Linked DNA regions of Gossypium hirsutum: regions 1 and 2 are each linked to region 3. The links are chromatin contacts, called in public Hi-C maps. All regions are on one chromosome and are shown on one strand. Each heading gives the region's core, a stretch centred on a gene start, on an enhancer-like site or on the middle of the called end of the contact. The rest is flanking DNA. Distances are from core to core; before and after follow the strand shown. Region 1 has its middle 14 kb from the start of LOC121208454. Region 2 holds the start of LOC107896643 (eukaryotic translation initiation factor 3 subunit J). Region 3 holds the start of LOC107896648 (phospholipase D zeta 1).

The links. A called contact is a pair of places that touch in the nucleus more often than the background predicts.
Region 1: a contact with region 3 is called in a Hi-C map of leaf, with 1.9 times the contacts expected there. The contact joins the enhancer-like site here to the promoter of LOC107896648 in region 3. A contact is called at or near these places in 2 of 34 Hi-C or Micro-C datasets (both in leaf).
Region 2: a contact with region 3 is called in a Hi-C map of leaf, with 4 times the contacts expected there. The contact joins the promoter of LOC107896643 here to the promoter of LOC107896648 in region 3. A contact is called at or near these places in 13 of 34 Hi-C or Micro-C datasets (callus, leaf, petal and 1 more).

What each region holds. Positions count from the first base shown.
Region 1 is chrA10:98,825,983-98,829,029 of Gossypium_hirsutum_v2.1, reverse strand. It overlaps the pseudogene LOC121208455. Among protein-coding and RNA genes, the nearest start is that of LOC121208454, 14 kb to the right of the region's middle. Within about 2 kb of position 1,344, at least 2 of the 9 cell types and tissues checked have an H3K27ac peak or open chromatin away from gene starts, as enhancers often do. A contact at or near this core is called in leaf, where this site is marked.
Region 2 is chrA10:98,604,002-98,606,701 of Gossypium_hirsutum_v2.1, reverse strand. It overlaps LOC107896643 (eukaryotic translation initiation factor 3 subunit J), which reads left to right and starts at 1,351. Exons shown (of 7, transcript XM_016821856.2): 1 at 1,351-1,442; 2 at 1,540-1,584; 3 at 2,220-2,341. The coding sequence starts at 1,572.
Region 3 is chrA10:98,336,299-98,339,137 of Gossypium_hirsutum_v2.1, reverse strand. LOC107896648 (phospholipase D zeta 1) reads right to left here and starts at 1,495. Exons shown (of 20, transcript XM_016821867.2): 1 at 1,023-1,495; 2 at 796-897; 3 at 559-674; 4 at 328-469. The coding sequence starts at 1,232.

The sequences.
Region 1 (3,047 bases), core at 95-2,594, 490 kb before region 3:
CAACCAGTTCTAATAGAGAATTAAAAAAAAGGAAAGTATAATTATATAAAGTCTAAGGAAATTGTACGAGATAAGTATGCTTAAATAAAATAGATAAAAGTTTATTACATTTAATAGTTTTATAATAATATTTATAACTTATAATTTATAAAAATTCCAATCCAATGTTACATATAATTTTAAGTGCATGGAAATTTAGGTAAAATTAGATTTAATAGTTTTATAATAATATCTTTGTAAATATCCAAATTCGCTCATGTGGACGTTTTAACAAATAATACATTCATAAATTAGATAGATATTTATTCGAAAATATTTTTTAATTCAAAGATATTTATTAACGTAATATACAAAGCTATAAATATAAATTTATGTTTATTAAATTTATATTTAATTAAATTAATGTGTCACTGACAATAAACTATAAGCAATTAATTTAAGCAAGTAGCTGGAATATTGCCCTTGCTAAAATTGGGGTCCAAAGAAATTCAATGTTCTTAGAATGGTGTTAGAAAATGGAAAATGGTTCTGATTTTTAGTTTGTAATGTTATGTATATTAATGGTGTTAGTGCGACTCAATTTGGGTTACTAGAGGTAAACTCAAGATTTATGATTATCATTTTTAATAATATCATCTTTAAAGTTCGAACTTTATTTTCTTATTAAAAGTGTAATATGTTTTACCATTACATCCAATCACTTGTTAGTTTACATCAATCTTTATAGTTTAATGTTAATTAAAATAAGTTTTTTCATTTTAATTTTTGTTGAGAAGTTTTTTATGCTATAAATTATAATTTGATTCTAGTTCTTTTTTATTAAATACAAATATTTCAAATATAAATGGAAAATAAAAATATTATCACTTTATTAATATTAAATTTAAAATTTATTAAAATATAATGTACCTTCGTACATTGCACAAGTTTAAAACTAAGTATAATTATTTAAGAAAAAATATTTATTTTATTATTACGAGATATTGCACGATCACAATAGGAGTAGAGTTTTTTAAAAATTACTTTTAAAATATTTATGAAAATAATAAAAGTAACATTTGATGTATTTTTTGAAATAAATATTTTTAAATTAAAATATATGGGTGTTCTTAAATTTATTTAATAAAATATATTAAAATCAAATTTTTATATTAAAATTAATTAAATTCAGAAATTAACTTGTAATATCAATTTATATATTATAGATTAAAGGCCCATTTGATTAGACATTGAATTACCAAGTTGCCTCAAATTTACAGAAAAGGGATTTGAACACGTGTTTACCAATCCATTAAGTAGTACACAAACTAATTGAAACCCACTTGTAAGTTTATCAGAATTCCCAGGAACAGTCAAAAGTCTGTTTGGAATTTGAAATCTCGACCCTGTTAAAAGAGACGTTATAGGCTTTTTAATTCCACTTCGTTTTAATAATGATTAAAATTAAATTACAAAATTTTAAGCAAAGCAATTTTAATTTTATTATTTTTAAAAAAAAAATGGAAAACCCCTATGCTATTATTTACTCTGTGTCTCCATTTATTGCTTTGAACTACATCACACATACACACAAACACACCCTTCTCTCTTTCTTTATCCCTCAGTCCTTTTCTGACTCTCAAAGAAGGAGCCTTTCACTTTTGTTTCTCCCAAAAATCTCAAATTTAAGCTGAACCCCATTGCAATGTTCTGTCCTTTTCTCTATATTTAAGTTGAGCCATGAAATATTGTTGCATTTAAGCTGAAACCATGAAATATTGCTGCATTTAAGCTGATCTCATTCATTGGACTTCAGTGTAAGTCTTTTTCTTCCATTTAAAGTTCTGGGTTTCTTTTTGTTTCTTTTTTTTGTGGGGGGGGGGGATTTGGCAATTGCTTTTCTTATCAAATTGCTGCTTATTGATCATTGTGTTGTTGGTTTGAGCCTGTATGTTTATTTATTGTTTGTCAAAGAATTGTTTTCTTTAAAGGATTGTGCCCTTAAAATATTTGAATCTAGTCTTCTCGATGGATGTTGAATTAAATTGAATTGCTTGCTAAATTATAGGGGCAATTTATCTCTTTCTATCATTCTCAGACAGCCTTTTATTTGCAGATTTTATTAGAATTGGGACCTAAGGTGTTTTTTTTGGTAAAATGAGAGTATGCAATTAGTTTCTACAATTTTTTTTTTTGTTAATCCCCCTTATTACCATAGGAACTTCATCTGTTAAAGCTAATTTCAAATGGTATAATATTGTAGAGATGTTGATATAGAAGGGCTTTGACATTGTAAGTTGCTTGTCACCGGAAAGTGTGGGAATAAAAGAGCTAAATATCTTAAGAATGAGTGCACTATGACATAGATTTAAGATGGTGACAATGTGATTTTTGTGTTCATTTCATGTTCTTATATTGTCTTGCTTGTTTGACAAATTTTAGAAATTCTGCCAAGTCAATGGCAGAAAAAAAGGTGTGCAATGTCTAGTTAAGTGGCATGAAAAATGAAGATACAGATGCTACATTTGGCCGTGTTTTGTGTTTTTAGAGATCTCAGGGTAAAAAGAAACAAGTTCATCTCCATTGATAGGCTTTTAACATCCTTTTTAGGGTACCAGATAGATATCTGATCTTCCATTTCATCTGATAAAATATTGACTGAAATTACAAAGAAAGCTCCTATCTTGGAGTGTTGAATAGCATGCATATGCTTTTTAGAAAAAAATGGTCAGAATTTCAATTTGGTCCGTACTTAACTGTTTGTTGTGTCTAATAATGTCTGCAGATGGATTTGGCCGGTGGAGTGGAGTTTCTGTCTCTCTTGTATCATTTGCTTGTATAAGTTAAACAGTTCAAATTCTGCTTTTATACAATGGGGGTTGACAAAGAAGGACCAAAAAATGGAGGTTATGTAGGTGGACTTTTTCAGCTATTTGACTGGAAAGCGAAATCTCGGAAGAAGTTATTCTCTAGCAAGTCTGATTTTCCAGGTATAATTGTCTTCCCTATACAGATAAGAATGCAACATGTTTGTTGGCTTGCATGGCAAGCATATGCAATTGCAAATT
Region 2 (2,700 bases), core at 102-2,601, 270 kb before region 3:
CCTCCAGCCCATATTTGATGTTATCTCACATTAAGTCCTTGTAATTTTATTACTTTAACATTTTAGTCCTTAAACATTAAAATTATTAAAAGTTACTTTATGAAATAGTTCTATTTAACAATCAAGCTTAATAATCTTCCATAAAACTTCAAAAACATACTAAACTCATCAATATAATCCACAACATTTAACAATTTTACCAATTAGTCCCTGGATTAGCTAAATTAAGCTAATATGAGCTCAAAAATATGAAAATTACTAAAAAGGGGGAAGGTTTACCTACCAAATCAAAGAGCCCTAGCTTGGCCGAAAGTGTTCTCTCCCTTGTTATGGTGTTTCTGCTAAAGATGGTAAGTTGGAGGAGATGATACCTTTTAATTTTTTTATATTTTATTTTACTTAATTGATTTGTCAATTTATTAAATTAACCTTTAATTTCTAATGAAATTTCAACTTCAACTTCAACTCACCTAAACCGTCCACTATCTTAACTAATGGTATAATTACCATTTAAGGAGGGTTTAATTTCACAATTGGTTCTTCAATTATTTTAAATTTTTAGCAAAACAAAATTAATTCTAATTTAACCCTGAACTAATTAGGACTTAATAAGGAAATAGCCCAAAAGCTATTTGATTAATCATTCCACCATCGCTTGGACTTTTTGACCATGGTTTAATCACCATTTTGGTCCCTTTACTATTTTAAAACTATAGCGATTAATTTTTACCTCTTTTACTATTTAATCCTATTTAATTAATTAACTATATGAACAATAAAATTTTTTAACCAAAATCTAATAAAACCCTAATGACCTCATAAATATTAAATAATTAATATTTATGGATTGATACGTCATAGTTATGATCTCAAAACTATTGTTTTTGACACCACTAAAAAACGGGATGTTAAAGAACAAGTAAGTAATATCCTAGACTTTGCCTTAGAGAAGTAATTTTAAGAGGAGGCTGTGTAAGGACTAAAGCACGAAAAGCATCGATATGAAACTTTGTGTAGTAAATTTATTGTGTAGGCGTAAAATATAAATGTACTCAATCAATTAAAGATATGAAACTTTTTTTAGGTTTTAACTAACACTAAGATATTATTATATTAAATCTTATTTGGAATATTGGTTAGAAATCACTCATCCCCCTTTCATTGGAATGAACATCTTAATCTTAAATTTATAGATAAGATATCTATAAACAGGGTTTCCCGGTAATCCCGATTTAACCCGAATGGGCCAATTAGTGGGCCGATAATCTTAGTGGGCTTTAAAAGCCGTCAATTTAAAAAATAATATTTTAAAAGGAAAATATAAAAGCCCTAAAAATATTAATCTTCGTTAAGTCGGTATTTTGGCGTCTTAACTCTAACTGAGAGAAAAAAAAACAAAGCCAGCCAGATTAAAGCATCTCTTCTACTATAATTATATCAAGGCAAGTAATTTCCTCATGGATTTATTGTCAACTTTTCTCTTTTTTTCAAAACTTTTTTTGTCTGAAGTTTTTTTTTTGTTCAATTTCTGGTATTCAGGATTGTTATTCGATTCGATAAGTTAAGAGTAAATGGAGGACTGGGGTAAATATTTTTTTCTCAATTTCGATAACTTGTTTATTCTTTTAGTAAGAATTTGATTGATAACTAATGTCCGAATTTCCTTTTGTATGTTTTATTGTGTACGAACTTGCATGCGGAGGCTTTATTTTGACTAGTTTGATTACTGTATGCTTTTTCTTTCGTTTTTTTATGGGGTTGAGGTTTCTCAAAGCTGACTGCCTTGAGTAAGGGTTTATTAGGGAATCGGTTGTGGTGTTGCATGGTGGAAAGGATTAGATTACAGAGAAAACTGAGTGGGTTTTCTTTTTTCAAGCGGAAGCTTAGCGATTCCAGCAACATGTTGGGAAGCTAGACCGAGCTTTAATTTTAGTGATTCACAAGTGCTTGTTCTCAAATTGAGCTCAAGCCATTGGCTGACGGTTGGCCCATTCTTACCTAGGAGGTTTAAAGTGCAAAGAGTTCCACACTACTTTAAAGCAGCTTCAGTTCAATATACCTTTCATCTGCAAGTTGTTAATTAGTACTAGAACTATGATATATTTTAGTAATTCCAGATCCTTAACTGAAGAACCTGTCATACAATGTCCTTTTTATTTTGATCTGCTGCTTGTCCTCTTTTTCATTTTTTTTCCCACTTTTGAATGTTATTGTTGTAGAGGATGAGATTCCACCTATCCCTGCAAAGAAGCTGCCTAAAAGCAAATGGGATGATGAAGATGTTGATGATACTGATGTTAAGGAATCATGGGAGGATGAGGATGAAGATGAACCTCCTCAGGTATGATGACTTCCTTATTACTAGGTATTAGTCAGTTTAATAGTATTTACTGCTAGAGCTTTTTTCTGAATATCATTAGTTCTGTTGTCTTAAAATCTATATGATGCAAAATATCAAGTTTCTACCACCTAACCATAGGCCAGAAGATCTGGTTACTAGTGTCTATTGTTAGTGTATTGGTCTGCTAATGTAATTTTGAAAGTTATAAGCTCTTTTTAATGACAAGTTATATTCTAAATTTGGTTTTCATGAATGTATCTCAGGGATAGTTGGATGGATACATACTAGGATAAATACTGTAGTAGGATCTGGTCTTAAGTTACCAACCAAAATTGAATTTTGGATTTGATGTTGTAAAT
Region 3 (2,839 bases), core at 246-2,745:
AAATTCTAAGTGTAGATCAGCGACAGATGAACTAAGAACTCTGGCTATAGCTACATAGTCGATTTTGTCAACTGACAGTTTACTGAAACAGCAATTAGGAGGCTTCATCTACTTCATGATTGTTGCACGAAAAAAGGAAAGCTAAGTTTAATTTGGTTATCCATTTTGTCAACACAAACACACGAGGTCATTACATGGTATATTTTCTAGGCAGAGTAGAGTCCATTAAGGGAAGGTCTAATGCCCATGAAGAATAAAGATAAATGTAAAATGAAAGAATAGTTGCCACAAATGCATCAGGGTATAAGCATGTTTGGAAATGCATACCTCTCTAGAGTTAACAATATCCATATTTCCAAGAAAATGATTCAAATATTCTTGCATAGCAACCTTTGCTCTGTCGGACATTGAAGACTGCTTTCCCAAGGCTGGTCTAATAACTGGAAGAGCAGCACTTGATGGAACATCCCTGATTATAAATATAGAAAAGAAGGCACTCATAAGTGCTGGGAGTTAATTTTTCTTTTATTTTCTAGGAAAATTTGTGATAACAAACACCTGTTTTTAACACTTTCATCTTGCTGTAAAAGAAGAGCATCATCATCCGGTTCATCATCATCTTGCACAACCGGCGCATGTTCTCCTATTCCTAGATTTTGAAGCCACTCTTTAACCTTTAATATAATAATATTCAGCGTGAAAACCACATTCAAATCCTAAAGTTTTTTTCTCCGAAGCAAAGAGCTATTAATTAGCAAAACACAAACAAACGTAGTCGTTTCCTAATGTACACACCTGCTCTTGCTTCTCGTGAATTTCTTCAATAAACAACCGTCTCTTCAAGGCAAAATGCAAGTAAAAAACTTGCGAAGCTTTCTTCATTAACCGCCACTTAAACTGAAGAATCAAAATGAAGAAATTAGTATGAACAGGAAAGAAAAGAAGGTAAGGGCAAAACATGTAATTGGAATTTAAACTATTGAAAGTAATTGTTGAAAATTTTGATTGAAAAAAGAACTTGCTTGTTTGTATCGGAATTCGATGGTGTATGATAAGAGCATGGGGCTGATATCCCCGGCATCGGGTCTGGAGACAGAGACGATGGTAGCTTTTGGTAACTCGTCGAAAATCCGAGTTGACTCAGCGGACGATGACATCGTGGATGATAACGGCTCCGATTGCATCTGGTAGTACCGGGCTCCACCTACAAGCATCGACTGCTCCGACTCCATGAAATTGATGGGTAAATTAAAGATCGAATTCCTTTTCGTTGGATCAAATGAATTAAAGATGGAAGTGGAATAAAAGACTTGAGAAGAAAGCGAGAGAATAGGATTTGAACTGGTTTCTTTGAATTCAATTTTTCCTTTGATTTTTATTTAATGGAAGCAATTTTTTTATTATTTCTTTTGGTTGGGTGAGAGGGCCAAAGTGGAACTTTTAGACAAGGAGATGGAAGCAAGACGACTTATTTCTACACTGGCTTAATATTTCCGGTCAATATTTGATATTATGTTCATTTTTTTAATTCAAAAATTAACAAAATAAAATATATTAAATGAGAAAACACAGAATGATTTGTATTTTTGTTATAAAATAAAAAATAAAAGATCATATATATTTACTGTATTTTTCTAGACTTTATATCTATAAATATAAAAAATATAAGCGAAATAAAATTTTATTCTTAATAAATATTAAAATATATCAAATTTCTTATTTTAACGAATATTCACTCTGTAATATAAATATTTTTAAGAAAAAGAATGTAACAATCTCTTAATAAAAAAGTTTATTCTTACAATTTAATTAGATTTTTTTCTTAATAGTACAAAATTGATGGAAAGTAAGCATAAAACACTTCCATTGAAATGAAATGTTGATTGATATTAAGCGATGGGTTAAGCTTTTTGATTTTTTTTTTAAGCAAAGATGTAAGAAAAGGAAATGAATGGTGATTCACATATTAATGAGAGGATGTTCGTGTAAAAAGCCACTATAATGGGTGGCAAATTTTTGGCATGAGGAGTTATCCTTTAACAATGGAGGGGTATTTATAGATAGGTTGGTCATCTATGATATTCAAGTTTCAATGCATATTTATGTAGATCTTATCGTTGTTTGTTTCTTAAGATTAAAATAGAGATAGCAATTTAATTGATTATATGGTAATTAAGTTGTGTTTATACTTGAGTGAATTTAATAAAGTCTTACGTGTTATTTATGCATAAAGGAGGCTTGACACCTTTATAGACGAGATAGATTGAAGAGGCTCCACATATCGAGTATGTTACATGTTAGCAAAGGCCATGGTTGACAATATATTATAGTAGGTAAAGTGACCTTAACCATGGTGAGTGGAACCTCTCTTGACAAGTTATGTACAACAATTATACCCTAATCAAAGGGGAAGATTATAAAATGACCTTCCGCAAAGTAAAGGTATGGTTTGCATTATCCAAATGAGATGAGGACCAGCTGCACACCTTATGCGCATTTATAGTACATTAGGAGAATAGTTGTGTCATATATTTTATTCGCATCAAATTATTGGTTTTGGTGTAAGAGTGAAAATTTCGAAATTTTTTAATTAATGAGAAATATGTTTAGTCATGATTAGTCGCATAACCCAACGCCTTGTGATTTTCAGAATACATCACTTCAGGTGGTAAAACTTCCAATGAGGCTATTAATGTGGTCGGTGAGAAACGAAGATTTGCGACACACCAATGACCGCTGCCCGGGGACTCTAGTAGGGAAGGTGGTCCACGAATGTTGGTGCAGAGTGATCTAGCAGGTTCTGACCGGCAGCGGTTACTTGTATCCCAGTTAGCTTTGA